Regions from separate parts of the Rattus norvegicus genome. Here region 2 is linked to region 1. Evidence: chromatin contacts called from public Hi-C data. All regions are on one chromosome and are shown on one strand. The core of a region is the stretch at or near the end of the contact, and the rest is flanking DNA. Distances in the headings are between cores, read along the strand shown. Region 1 overlaps Ctnna3 (catenin alpha 3). Region 2 holds the start of Lrrtm3 (leucine rich repeat transmembrane neuronal 3).

Evidence for each region. Hi-C and Micro-C count contacts between places; a contact is called where the count stands out from the background.
Region 2: a contact with region 1 is called in a Hi-C map of Schwann cells, with 5 times the contacts expected there. The contact joins the promoter of Lrrtm3 here to the enhancer-like site in region 1. A contact is called at or near these places in 2 of 12 Hi-C or Micro-C datasets (Schwann cells and frontal cortex) and 1 of 1 datasets of contacts at active chromatin or transcription factors (oligodendrocytes).

Annotation. Positions count from the first base shown.
Region 1 is chr20:23,866,040-23,873,680 of GRCr8, forward strand. All of the region lies in intron 13 of Ctnna3 (catenin alpha 3), which reads right to left. Among named protein-coding and RNA genes, the nearest start is that of Lrrtm3, 640 kb to the right of the region's middle. Within about 2 kb of position 3,457, at least 7 of the 93 cell types and tissues checked have an H3K27ac peak or open chromatin away from gene starts, as enhancers often do. A contact at or near this core is called in Schwann cells, where this site is marked.
Region 2 is chr20:24,512,601-24,519,545 of GRCr8, forward strand. It overlaps Lrrtm3 (leucine rich repeat transmembrane neuronal 3), which reads left to right and starts at 1,704. Exons shown (of 3, transcript NM_001106387.2): 1 at 1,704-2,253; 2 at 2,579-4,113. The coding sequence starts at 2,250. All of the region lies in intron 7 of Ctnna3 (catenin alpha 3), which reads right to left.

The DNA.
Region 1 (7,641 bases), core at 2,207-4,706:
CATTCAGGGCATTCGAAAGCTATCAAGTAAGGAGGTTGTTACATGAAAAAGTATAGTATTCACACAAAAGAATTTTATGTAATTCTAACAGATTAGAATCTGTCCCTAGACATCAATAGAAAGGATGCTTACATTGCTAATTGACAAAGAGGAAGGGAAGACTGAGAACATTTAAAGTTGGAAGTAGAATTCTGAAAGTCTATAGCAGACCAATCAGATAGATAACACTAATGAAAGAAGTAGGTATCCACTCCCAAGTTCCACAAAAAAAGAGTCCTGGAAAATCCCTGCTGCTCGTTCCTTCTTCAGTGTTGCAGTTACACAGCATCAGACCAAAGTAAGGAACACAAAATAATAATAAGGTGGTTTTGCCAAGCTAATGACAAGTTGATAAACTGGTCATGAGAACCATGGTTAGCTTAGCATTTTAAAGATTCTAGAACCTCCATAAATCATCTCACTGAGGGAGCACATGGGAGAGATTTATGTAATTATTTCTTGAGCCCTCTTGATTGATTCACTTTTGTTGAATTTCCTCACGTGAAGTGGGATTTTTTTAATATATATATTGGTTTTGTTGAAGACTTAGTTGTGTCATGTGATGTTTTTTGGAAACTGCCTGGTGAAAGGGCATGTGATGTTTTACTGGAGGGCATGCTTAAGAGGACACATGATGTTTGAAAAGAGTATAGGAGGTAACCAACAGACAGTAGATGATGTTCAAGCATTGGTTCACCTTGCTAGTCTTCACTGATAATGTTCTGGCATTGGTTCACCTTGCTTCTTCCATGATCTTCCTTTTTCATGACTTTGTAGCGAACTTCTGGTGGTGTTCCAACTCCTTCAATCCAGTCATGCTGATTGGCCAAGTCTCATGGTTTCTTCTGGATCGAGCCACTGCTACTGGTTTCTACTTGGTGTTTTGCTAGTAGACTGGACTTCTGACAAGGAGGATTAGAATTGCTCCAAAGAACTACTTTTAAATAGGTGCAGGTCCTCTCTGTCCTATTAACTATCTTCCTCCCCTACCATTGTTTGGTAGACCATATGGGAGGTTGAAGCATTTAAGAACACTTATTAAAGTAGGTTTTGAGAAATATCAGCCTACACTAATGCCTAGATTGTACCCCATGATCTCCTGAGCGACTTTGGATGCATCCTGCTAGTCCTAGGACTATCATAGTTTCTTCCAGGTAGCAAGAATCAACACAGTCTTAGCAAAGAAGCTCGGTACTCATGATAAAGGTACTAATGTCCCACAGTGCTGTGAGAGCCTAAGACACACTGAACTGTAGTAGTAGCAGAAACTAAGACCCTCCACCTGCTAATGACTGAAGGCCTAGCAAGGACAGGCTGTATCTGAACAGCTCATGAATTCAACTTAGTCCATTGGGCAGGAAAATCACAACTGATACCCCCAATAACAGGAATCTAAAGAGATATAGTAGAAGTCCTGGAATACAGACATGTATACCACCACCCAAAGTGAGGAAAATACTACTGGAGGTAGACATTCAACTATGTTCCAAGAGAACCCTGGAAATCTAAATTCTATACACGAAGAAAAATTTCTGTACTTTGCATAAAAGTTATCACAGACAATAAAACAGAGAGAAACCATTATAGACTATTTAACCCATGGGGTAATTTTTACAACTACTTATGTACAGTAGAATTTTAATTAATTACTAAATCAAACTATCTTCCTGTGTTATCTATGTGTCTCTCATGCTATCCACCAGTTTCAAATAAGCAAGTTATTAACTCAGGCACCTATGTAAACTGAGATAAACACATAAGCTTTCTCAATACTGACTGCCAAAAGTCAATTGGATATCATCCTTTTTCCCCAAAGAGAATAAATAATCAATCAGAAAATATATATTAGTACATAAAATATTCCCACTAACTTATAATTTAAATCAATGAAGGGATAAAAGATGGAACTTCTATCTTCTTGAAGACAAAGAGCCTAATCAATCTAGAAGTTCCAACTGGTGCTCGATAGATGGCTCAGTAGGTAAACATGCTTGCCACCATGATGGCCTAAGTTTGATTTCTAGACCCATGTGGTAGAAGGAGAAATGTCCTGCAAGATGTCCTTGAACCTTCACACTCGGACAGTGGTGTGTTTGTGTCCACATGTGTTCACACACAAACACAAAAAGGTAAATGTAATTAAAAAGAAAGAAAAAGTATGAACTTTAAGGAAATTCCATGTCACAAAGAGTTTTAGTCCCAGTAGATGTAGGAATTATGGAAAGTAATGTCAGACTAGTAATGGCTTGGATGAAATGGTAACATGAAGAAAAAAGAATGAAAGTGAAAGAAAGGAAAGGAAAGGAAGGAAGGAAGGAAGGAAGGAAGGAAGGAAGGAAGGAAGGAAGGAAAAAAAACCCTTAAAAAATCACTGAAGGGACACAAACAGGACAAACATTAGGAACATGGTTCTTGTTGCTTTGTTTGTAATGGATAAAGAAATGGGCCTGAATATGAAAAGGGCCTTAGCAATCCCTCCAAAAGAAAAGAACTACCTAGTCCCTAAATCTTCTTAAGGATTAAGAATGAGATTTAACTGCTTCAGCAGTTACCTCTAGTTTATCTCTCTCTAGTTAGGGTGGCCCCATCATTTGCCAACATTCCTAACTGTATTAGCATTCCCAGCCAAAGCATTTGCCTGTCTCTCCTGTGTTGATATTTTCTGAAAGCACCCTTGATAAGGAGAGAGGAACATAGTCAGCTATGCACTTGATACAGCATCTATAACTGCTTTTGAAATTTTATTCATGGAGGATTGATGAGGAGAAGATTAACCATCTGATTTGTTTGGCAAATCAATGTAAATTAGATAGGAAGAGAAGAAGAAAACAAAAATCACACACGAACATCATTTATGTGCACAGCTACTGGCAATTGAATACTTTCATAGAGCTACAATATGGGTCAACAGCAGCTAACTGTGCTTACTGATTAATGAAAAGTAGAACTCAATAGTATTCAATACATTCAAATTTAGTAATAATGAAAAGAATCATAGACTTGAAGGGAACTGCCTCCTGATTAGCACATATAGGCACACACATACACAAACACACAAGCATGCATGCACACACATGAGCATGCAATGCACACACACTTGCATATACATGAGATTATATGCATAAATACATATGTAGATATACATTTATACATACATACATACATAGATCACATATTACACACATATATTTAATTACTGATATTTTTAATTTTTTTTGGCATTCTCTGTTCTTTTTAGTGAGAGAGGGGACACTCCTGCTGGTTCCCTTTGCCACTTGAGAGTTTTGCAAAGTCGTGTTTTCATGCAGCTGGACTCCTAGATAATTAACATCGCAGAGTGGTTTTCATCAGCAGTATGAGTCAGTATGTGTCACCAGCACTGGATCAAATCTTTCTTCATGCCCACCACAAGGTCTTGTTTTCTTGCCAGGGCTGATTTCAGCATGGGAATGTTGCTCCACGCTGCTAACATGACACTCTGTTTCCTTTTCCAGCTGAAGTTCAGAGCCAGCATTATATGCCAGGCTTCCCTTCTTGGGGGAGGGGGGCGGTCAGAAGATAATTCGAGCTGCTCTTGCCAAATCTGCCAGCCAGAAGCTAGCAGAAAAGTTCCTTAGTTTAAGTTAATGTTATAAAAGCAAACACATTAAAAACAATGCTGTATGTTAAATTATTTTAACCTAACATTAAAGATGGCAACTGTTGAACTGTATTTATTATTAGTCCAAATTACCCAGTGAAAATAAATCCAATTCTTTATGCTTTTGACATGTTATGTTCTTAGAATCACAAACATTTACTGAATCAAGATCACTTCAGTGCCCTGGATGTGTATTTTAGTTTTAAAATTTACCATATCGATTTTTAAGAGACTGACTGGCTATTACTACATATTATGTTACTATACTTTAGACAGATTCCTTTTTTTCCCTTTTCTCCATCTTTATTAAATTGGTTATTTCTTAGTCACATTTCAATTGTTATTACCTTTCCCGGTTTGCAAGCAAACATCCCCCTAACCCCTCCCCCTCCCCTTCTATATGGGTGTTCCCCTCCCCATTCTCCTCCCCTTACGGCCCTTCCCCCAACAATCACGTTCACTGGGGGTTCAGTCTTGGCAGGACTAAGGGCTTCCCCTTCTACTGGTGCTCTTACTAGGATATTCATTGCTACCCATGCAGTTGGAGCCCAGGGTCAGTTGATGTATATAGTCTTTGGGTAGTGGCTTAGTCCCTGGAAGCTCTGGTTGGTTGGCATTGTTGTTCATATGGGGTCTCGAGCCCCTTCAAGCTCTTCCAGTTCTTTCTCTGATTCCTTCAATGGGGGTCCCGTTCTCAGTTCAGTGGTTTGCTGCTGGCATTCGCCTATGTATTTGCTGTATTCTGGCTGTGTCTCTCAGGAGCGATCTACATCCAGCTCCTGTCAGCCTGCACTTCTTTGCTTCATCCATCTTATCTAGTTTGGTGGCTGTATATGAATGGGCCACATGTGGGGCAGGCTCTGAATGGGCATTCTTTAGACAGATTCTTTATCTTTATATATATATATATATATATATATATATATATATATATATATATATAGTTTTTATTTTTGAGACAGGACTGGGTTAGTTAGCTCAGACTTGTCTCAAACTAATAATTTTCCTAGGTTGGGCTCCTGAATGCTAGAAATACACCATCAAATCTGTCTTAATATTGTTACCTAAACTAAATTCTCATGAGCTTCAATATGAACAGGAAGTATGATGCAGAAAAAGCAAAGAAACATTGCATACTTATTTTCAACTACTGTCTATAAATTTAAAATGATGGAGGAATTCTCAGGGGCACACATGAAAGTGTGTGTGTGTGTGTGTGTGTGTGTGTGTGTGTGTGTGTGTGTGTGTGTGTGTGCACATGTGTGCGAGCGCATTTGTACAGAGTAGATATGGGGCACTTTCAAACACGCATGCAGGATGGCTTCATGGGGTAATAGAGGAAAAAGGAGAGAAAGTGCAGGGTGGGAGAGATTGTATGACGGAAACAAAACCTATGAGACAGTGTTTTACATCAAGTCCAGAGAAGCTGAGCTATAAAGCAAGAATAAAATCAGAAGCAAAAGATAACCAAGGTCACAGATTGAGCAACTTCCCAAGTATGAACAAAAGCAAAATAACCAGAGCAATTATGGGCCAGTAGTGCTTGCGAGGGTTATGGGCATTCTGAGATAGGAGAGGAGCTTTTGAATGCTCTGAAGGGGTTTGAATAAATACCAGTCAGTTCTGAAATGGTGATTTAAGCTCCATGACGATGTTAAGCATAAAATATGGATGAGAATACTGTGATGACTGGACTTCTCCTCAGAACTGCATTGCAAATGTTGCCAATAAGATTTTCTTGATTTATTCCTAATTTACGACCACAAGCAGTCATTTTCTATTTCTGCTCAGTCCACCAATTTCTGAAAAATGCATCTGAATCACAATCCTGTGCTTAGTGCATTTCATTGAAATGTTGGTGTGTTAAACATTGCCTAACAGACAAAACTGTACTTAATAGATGAAGCTTAGGCTGTATGTTACTATCAGGTGAATTACTTTAGGTTGCAGTTTATAGAAAACAGTTTATATATATAGACAAAACACATATATATGCATATATAATATGCATATACATGCATGTATACACATATACATATAATTATATGCCACATATAATATTTTATATATTAGATACTACATATATCATATTGTGTATCATTTATGTCATTTATTATATGTACCATATTTATCATATATCATGTACATTATATATAATATATCACATGTATCTTATATCATATTTTTTCCATTTCTATAGACACCTTCACAACCTGAATTGTCAACCTGTATGAGATCCAGAAATGCAGCCTGTTCAACATATTTATCACAATACCTGGCTTCGTGACATGGACCTTATCACTCAGATTTTTTTTTTTCTTTTCCAAAATCGTCACCATTCTTAGATGATCAACCTCCTTAAAACTATAAACCTTCTGTGTCATCAACACCAACCTACCTAGATTACTTATTTCTTGGGAGTCATTTCCTTTTGTTGCTGATGACACCTCCCTAAACAGAAAATTGATTTGGGTTAGCAGAGTCATTAATAGCTTCACTGAAAACATTCTCCTTCCTGCAACCAGTAATTTCTCTTTGCTGTAAACAAACGTCTGACGAGAAACTGAAGGGGGAAAACGTTTATATTGGCTTATGTTTTGAGAGGATACTGTTTCTCAGGGCAGAGAACTGAAGGCATTTTGAATGTGACTGGTTCTCCTCAAATCCATAGAGAAGATTCATAGATGAACCATGGTGTTCAACAGTTTTGTTTTGTTTGGTGGTTCAGACTCGGTTTTTGTTTGTGTGTTTGTTTTTGTTACTTAGTTTTTGACTGTCACTGTCTTCAGACACACCAGAAGAGGGCATCAGATCCCATTACAGATGGTTGCGAGCTACCACGCAATCATGGGATTGGAACTCAGTATCTCTGAAAGACCAGTCAGTGTTCTTAACCACTGGGCCATCTCTCTTCAGCCACTTTCAACAATTTTTTTAAAACCCTTTTCAGTTTGGTATATAACCAAGCCCTGGGGCTGGGACTCCTCTGACTCCTCATTTATTCCTCTCTGGAGAAGCCTTCACAGACACAACACAGAAGTGTATCTCCTAGGTGATTCCAAATCCAGTCAACTTGAGGATGAAGGATGCCCTCTTTACATGATCACCTTTACAAATGTTCAGGATTGCTGACCTTTGAACCTCAGTCTCCCTCTGCTCAAATGATTATTGAAGATGGTGTTGGCAACTACTGGGAAAGCAGAACTGATTTAGGCCAGACTTTCCTTAACAATTAGTGTGTTTTCAGTTATTTTGTATTTGGACTTCTCATCTATTGCTCCTCCTTCTTATTAGACCAAGTAATGACACAACAGCCAAAGAAAACACAAAATTTATGAACAAAAAATGAGTAGATAATATCAAGTTAATCAATTTTATTTGTGGCTTCAAATGACTAAACTTGGCACGACCACAGGTGTACTTCCCCAATCAAATTTTTTTCATGCCCTGATGCCAAAAAGATAAACCTTTCCAGATCTAAGATTTTCTTCTAAACATCTGCAGACATGGATCTCATGGCGGCAATAGCCTGTTTCCTGGTACCTGCTGTTAGCATCTCTGGGTGCTTAGTGACCAAATGTGGCAGACCATGACTCCCTTAGACAGTAGCAATTTTAACACCATGGAATCTATCAGTGTAAATGCTAGTATCTTTCCCCAGACTGAATTATATCAGTGTAAGCTTATTCCTGATGGACCCATTAATGACTAATCAAGGATATGGGATGGACAGGGTTAATCTAGGAGTATTCGGAAAATAAGAAAGTATGCCATGGCATCATAAATAACAGAAATTCAACAACTTTTTCTTTTGGATTGTGTTATTGCTATCCCATGGAACTGAAGTAAGGACCTATCCATCAATCAATCTGATAAGAGAGTAATTATTTTGAGATGAAATTCATCTTTAGTTTTTGTCAGCCCTTTCTCAAGCTAATGGACATGTTGACAAGTTTGTTTTA
Region 2 (6,945 bases), core at 454-2,953, 640 kb after region 1:
AATACCCAAGGAATTGCCCTATGCAATTTGATTATCATGATTAGCATTTACCAAACTGTTCACCCCTTGGATAATATCTAATTGAGATGCAGTCAATGTACCTAATACAAACAAGGCAAATATTTTAAAGAATAATAATTACTTATAGAAAATGACAAACCACATAGGCCAAGTGTCATGCTTTGCCTTGGTATAGAGAACCATCAATTATTACTTATTAGACATAGTCCACAGAACCAAAACATTAATTTTAAATAGAAAGTGGAGATGATGAAGGCACGAGATCTCTCCCCACTGGTTGACTGAATTAGTTCTTCATAAACAGTTAATATGGGCAGTATTCAATATTAAAAAGCAGCATAGTTCTATGTATGCGATACCCACAGATGCTAAGCACTTTAAGACAGCAAGAGGACACAGGACTGAGGCTCGAGCTCTGGGTTCTGTGTTTCATCCCAGTACCACAGTCACAGACAAAGATGTAACTTAACACTCAGCCTAATATCTCTATTGTGTCCAGTGTACAGGTGAGAACACAGAAGCACAGAGAGCTAAGTAAGCTGCACAAGGTGATGCGGGCGGTCCATTCAGCAAGGAAGAGTCTGCATAGATGAATGGTTGCTCACCCCCTTCCTTCTAAGACAAAGGAAACTCAGGGGGTCCCACTCTAAAGACCAAGAGTGTGCTCTATACGGCTTCCCTACCCTAATCTATCAGAATGTTCACCAGAGCCACCTGTTCAAAGGAACTAGTGCTGGGTGAAGCATCAGAAGACAGACTTGTTCTGCCTGGGGGCTCTATGCCTCTTTGCCACATCCTGACCCATTTAAGTCTCAGGTCCTTCACCTTTGAAATGTAGATGGCAGAGGGTCCTACAGGCTGCAGATGTTGACTGATGAAGCAGGGTGAAGCCTACATTTAGAGGGCTTAGGAAGCACCCAATAAATATTATTAGTGCAATAAATAGGGGCAACATCAATAAACTATGGGCCCAATGATCTTGGGGTTCTAATACTAGCACTAAAAATGGTTTATTTCTCTTCTGATTTAAAAAAAAAAAAAAGCCCACAGCAACCAAAGCAAGCCATAACCCAGTCATAAACATTAAACCAATTATATCTTTTGTGAGAAAATCAGAAAACCCATTAGCCCTATTAATTTGTGAGTCATTAGTCATCCCCTCTATTGTAAAGCCGATGTAGTCCAGCATCCTGAGACACCTTGCATAATATAATCACTGTGACTCCAAGAGGTCAAACAGTGCAGGCTCTTAATGCAGCTTTGTGAAGAGCTCGATAATTCATTTTATAAATTTCAGTTCAAAGCCTACATTGAGGTTAAGAAAAATTGACATCCGATCTGTAAACTTAACGTCAAGCTCTAGACGGAAAAAAAAGAAAAAAGAAAAAGAAACTCTGGGAAGCACATGTTTGTCGATTAAGCAGCCGCAGACAGTTACAGGCGTTGCCAAATTGTAAAACAAGACTTGGATATCACGGAAAATGTTGCTAGTTATTGATTACGTTGACCATTCACTTCCTATTGAGCCACCCAAAAGAACCATTCATTTTCCAGCAGAGCCTGCTCATTTGCAAGATAAAAGAGAGCCAGCTCTGCACATGCCCATAGTGTTCCTCGCCACTGGGGGCAGCTTTACATAAGACTGCATTCACTGAAACCGAAGCAACAGTCCGAGCAGCTTTCAGAATGACAGTCTGCTGGAGTGAGCTGAGCGTGTGCGCGGAACCGGGCTCTCTTGCCTTCTGGGCTCCAACGCAGCTCCGTGGCTGAACTGGGTGCTCACCACCACGGGACCGCCGGGCTATGGAATACAGATGTGGCAGCACAGGTAGCCCCACGTTGCCTAGAGGAATACATCATGGGTTTTGAGAAGAAATTATAGGAGCCAGTTTTTTTTTTTAACACACACACACACACACACACACACACACACACACACACACACTGTAAAGATGCAAAGACGTAATATCCATGAAGATCCTATTACCTAGGAAGACTCGGATGTTTTGCTGTGAATGCGGTGTTGGGATTTATTTGTTCTTGGAGTGTTCTGCATGGCTGATAAAGAATAATGTTCCAAAATCGGTCCATCTCCCAAGGGGTCCAATTTTTCTTCCTGGGTGTCAGCGAGCCCTGACTCACTACACTGCAGCTGACAGGGGCTGTCATGCAGGCGGCCCCTAAGCCAAAGCAAAAGACCTAAGGACGACCTTTGAACAATACAAAGGATGGGTATGTTTTGATATTTTTCTTCTTTCCTTCTTTAAAAAAAAATTGAAAAAAATCCTCTAAGTCTATGTAATAATTCAGCTTTAATTGTTTTAAAGATTATCTTTCTCTGGTCTAAGACTATAAATTCAGTTACCAGTGGCTCCATTTCCTTGTTTAGCTGTTAGAAATATACAATATCCTTATATTACAAAGATGATATTTGATGCTAATGGTATCTAAATGTTTACATTTCTGAATATGAAAAGAGATGGTTAGCTTTACTTGGTTTAAAAAAATAGGCATTCGTTTTGGGGGGATAACTTTTCTAAGTTGTTTTTATTTCCAGGTTTCAATGTAATTAGGCTACTGCGCGGATCAGCTGTAGCGGTGGTCCTAGCCCCCACTGTCTTACTGACTATGCTTTCTTCTGCTGAAAGAGGATGCCCTAAGGGTTGTAGGTGCGAAGGCAAAATGGTCTACTGTGAGTCTCAGAAACTGCAGGAGATACCCTCAAGTATATCAGCCGGATGCTTGGGTTTATCCCTTCGCTACAACAGCCTCCAAAAACTTAAGTATAATCAATTTAAAGGGCTCAACCAGCTCACCTGGCTCTACCTTGACCATAACCATATCAGCAATATCGACGAGAATGCTTTCAATGGGATACGCAGACTCAAAGAGTTGATTCTGAGTTCCAACAGAATCTCCTATTTCCTTAACAACACCTTCAGACCTGTGACCAATCTACGGAACTTGGATCTGTCCTATAATCAGCTCCATTCTCTGGGATCTGAACAGTTCCGGGGCTTGAGGAAGCTGCTCAGTTTACACCTCCGCTCCAACTCACTGAGAACCATCCCGGTGCGGATTTTCCAAGACTGTCGCAACCTGGAACTTCTGGACCTGGGCTATAACAGGATCCGAAGTTTAGCCAGGAATGTCTTTGCTGGCATGATCAGACTCAAAGAGCTTCACCTGGAGCACAATCAATTTTCCAAGCTCAACCTGGCCCTTTTCCCAAGGTTGGTGAGCCTTCAGAACTTGTACATGCAGTGGAATAAAATCAGTGTCATAGGACAAACCATGTCCTGGACTTGGAGCTCCTTACAGAGACTTGACCTGTCGGGTAATGAGATCGAAGCCTTCAGTGGACCCAGTGTCTTCCAGTGTGTCCCCAATCTGCAACGCCTCAACCTGGATTCCAACAAGCTCACATTTATTGGTCAAGAGATTCTGGATTCTTGGATCTCTCTCAATGACATCAGCCTTGCTGGGAATATATGGGAATGCAGCAGGAATATCTGCTCCCTGGTGAACTGGCTGAAAAGTTTTAAAGGTCTGAGAGAGAATACAATTCTCTGCGCCAGTCCCAAAGAGCTGCAGGGGGTTAACGTGATCGATGCAGTGAAGAACTACAGCATCTGTGGCAAGAGCACTACCACAGAGAGGTTTGACCTGGCCAGGGCCCTCCCCAAACCCACGTTTAAGCCCAAGCTCCCCAGGCCTAAGCACGAGAGCAAGCCTCCGCTGCCCCCCACGGTGGGAGCTAGCGAGCCCAGCCCAGAGACAGATGTGGACACGGAGCACATCTCCTTCCATAAGATCATCGCGGGCAGCGTGGCCCTTTTCCTGTCGGTGCTGGTCATCCTCTTGGTTATGTACGTGTCCTGGAAGCGGTACCCCGCCAGCATGAAGCAGCTGCAGCAGCGCTCCCTCATGCGAAGGCACCGGAAGAAGAAACGGCAATCGCTCAAGCAAATGACTCCAGGCACCCAGGAATTTTATGTAGATTATAAACCCACCAACACGGAGACCAGCGAGATGCTGCTGAACGGAACCGGACCCTGCACCTATAGCAAATCAGGCTCCAGGGAATGTGAGGTATGAACCATTGCGATTTAAAAAAAAAAGAAAGAAAAAGAAAGAAAGAAAAAAGAAACACAGAGAGAGTGCGCTCTTAAAAGCTGGGAAATAAGGGGTACTTTATTGAACTCTGCTGTCTGTCAAGGGAACACGGTGCCCCGCCCCTCCCCCTCCTTCTCACTGTGCTGGCAAGGGCCATCCCTGCCCCTTAGAGTGTGTTCATAATACTGGTCGTTTTCCTCCCATAAATAATAAGTCCTTTGAAATTTAAATACCACAATCAATGTGAAGCTGGAACTCAGGCTTAACACCGTGCCTCGTGTATAAGAAAACCCTTTAAGGATCTCTTTAACATTACGTTTGTTTCCAGATAAAAACTTGTATTCCCATGATCCTCACACTGGCTCTTCTCCATCTAAGAGGCTCAAAGCTCCAGCTTATGGTGGTTCGCAGTTTAGCAAACCCGGGGGGTGGAGTTGGGGGGAGTGATCCCGGGACCTTGGAGGGTTGAATAAATTTGAGATGACTGGATTATGGCACACTGTAGAGAGTGGGGATGAGAAACAATGCCTGCCTTATCAAAGAAAAATCCCAGAAAACTATCCACAGAGGGTGGCGGGTTAAAGCAGATCCCTGAGCAGTTTCCAGGGGTTCAGAAATTACAGCAAGCCAAGCACAAAGCACAGGGACGGGACGGGTGTCAAAGGGTTAAGATGCCCAAAGCAGATGGCCGCCAAACACAAGGAGACCCCTGAGAACACAAAGTTTGAGCCTTGCAGCCTCATCTGGATCCCTGTGGCTGCAGAATAAAACTAAAGGGGTCACTGTCGGTTTCCTTCAGGCTGTGTGTCCCCTAAACATGTTGATTCATTACACAACCAAGTCGTTAAATAGGCACATCCATCCGAGGAAGCAGATAGTCCACACTGGAAGTGAGGGAGTTTTCAGAGATGAGGTTTGCTAGGGTAAGGCACTCTCTCAGAGACCTGTAAGCTTGGACCTCACTAGGATGTGTTCTTTTCCAAGAACCCAGTGTAAGTTCATAGAATCCTGAGCCCTGAGCTGTTCTGTTCAGGGCTTGTGAGGCTGTCCTGTATGTCCTGTGATGTGTTCTACACAAACCAGACCCCTAATGACTGACGCTTCATTCAGATGTCGGAACACTGCTTCCCCAACACCATCCTTAAAAAGGATGCTCCTGGTAACACCTTGGCACATCGAGCCTGGAGGGGGAAATTAAAGAGACGGACACTGTGACAGTTTGTCTTTGCCCTGCTGTTGTTGACATCGCTGTGTCTCTGTGTTCATCTGTATTGTAACTCATCCATCAGTGTGATTCTGTACAGAACCGGCTTGGCAGCCTGCAAGCTGCATGCATGTTTTTAATGTCATTGGTGAAAGTCTGTGACTGCAGCGTGGATTCACGCCCTCTGTATTTATGGGGTTTCAGAGAAATATATTTATTCTTGTCACCCCCTTTTGTCCTCTCGGATGAGCAGTTTTAGTGTGGGAGCAGACCGTCACAATTTTGATTTTTGCACTAAGGATGGTCCACCTTATGACTAGCCCCACATCTCTGAGCACATCCCTAGTCTTCCGAAACAGTTGCTGCAAAATAATAATAATAATAATAATAATAATAATAATAATAGCAACGAAAAAGTTAATGGCTATTTCTTACTAGCATTTTTTTACAGTGTGGAGGTCTTCCATAGGCTGAAAGGGAAAAATCTAGACAAGTCAACATGAAGTATGATAACCGCAGGGGATCCAGATTATTAAAACCATACTTCTATTAGCAATAAGGAGAAGCAGCGTTTCGAGGGGATCTATCAAGGTGCTTTGATGAGACCAGGCAGTAGCTCAGAAAAGTGTCACAAGTGCACTGTCTTTATCCATGACTAACCATGGAGTATGCAGTTATTAAGGCCAAATGGCCACAGAGCCCCAGTGGATTAGTAATGCAGACACATCTTACAGTATCACGGGCTGGGTGACCAAATCCACTGAGGTGCTCCTCACTGACATTGTAACTTTGCATTTTTTCTATGCTATCAGTAAATACATATTCCATCTAAAAAAAATTTCCTTCCTTTGGTCAGCCTCATTTTTACTGTACTGTGAAGATAACTGTAATAATTAAATGCACTGTTGAGATGGAGAAGAAAAGGCCTGTTTCTATTCTATTCCACTCTATTCCTCTACTTAATCCTCTGCTTGATTTACCATGGGAACAAATAGGTCTAGTCAAGGCAAAGCAACACATGTTTGTGCAAACACACACAAGCACACACATGAATGTATATATATATACATACATTCATATACATATATTCAAGTTATCAGTGCTGTGGTGCCATTGGGATAGGGAAAAACCTGTTTGCTGTGTTGAAAAGTATGCCTAAGGCTCAGAACCACTTGGTGTGTGGAACCAGTAGAAGATTAAATGAATGAACAGTATTTTGAAGGCTGTTCAGTTTTAATGCCTTAAGAGATTTACTGACTGGGAAGACACCAGACAAAATGCCTTAGACTGAATAACAAAACACATCTTGATTCAGGGCATGAAACGGCAGGGGGAAAAGTTTGAAACACATGTGTCTCCTTGGTTAAGGACTCTTCTCCAGCTGTCAGAGTGCCTTGAGAACCAATTTGTGCCTCCTATGGCTAGAGTTGTTTCTGCACCTTTGTGTCACCCAGGAAAGCCAGGTGGCAAGTGTCCTCCTGATCAGAAATTACTGTCCTGTATCTGCCCCGTGGCACTTGCAGTCTGTAACCGTGGATCTAGTTTTAATACGAGTATTTAAAGCACACTGCATATTAGAGAAGAATCCTTGGCTATTCATTTCT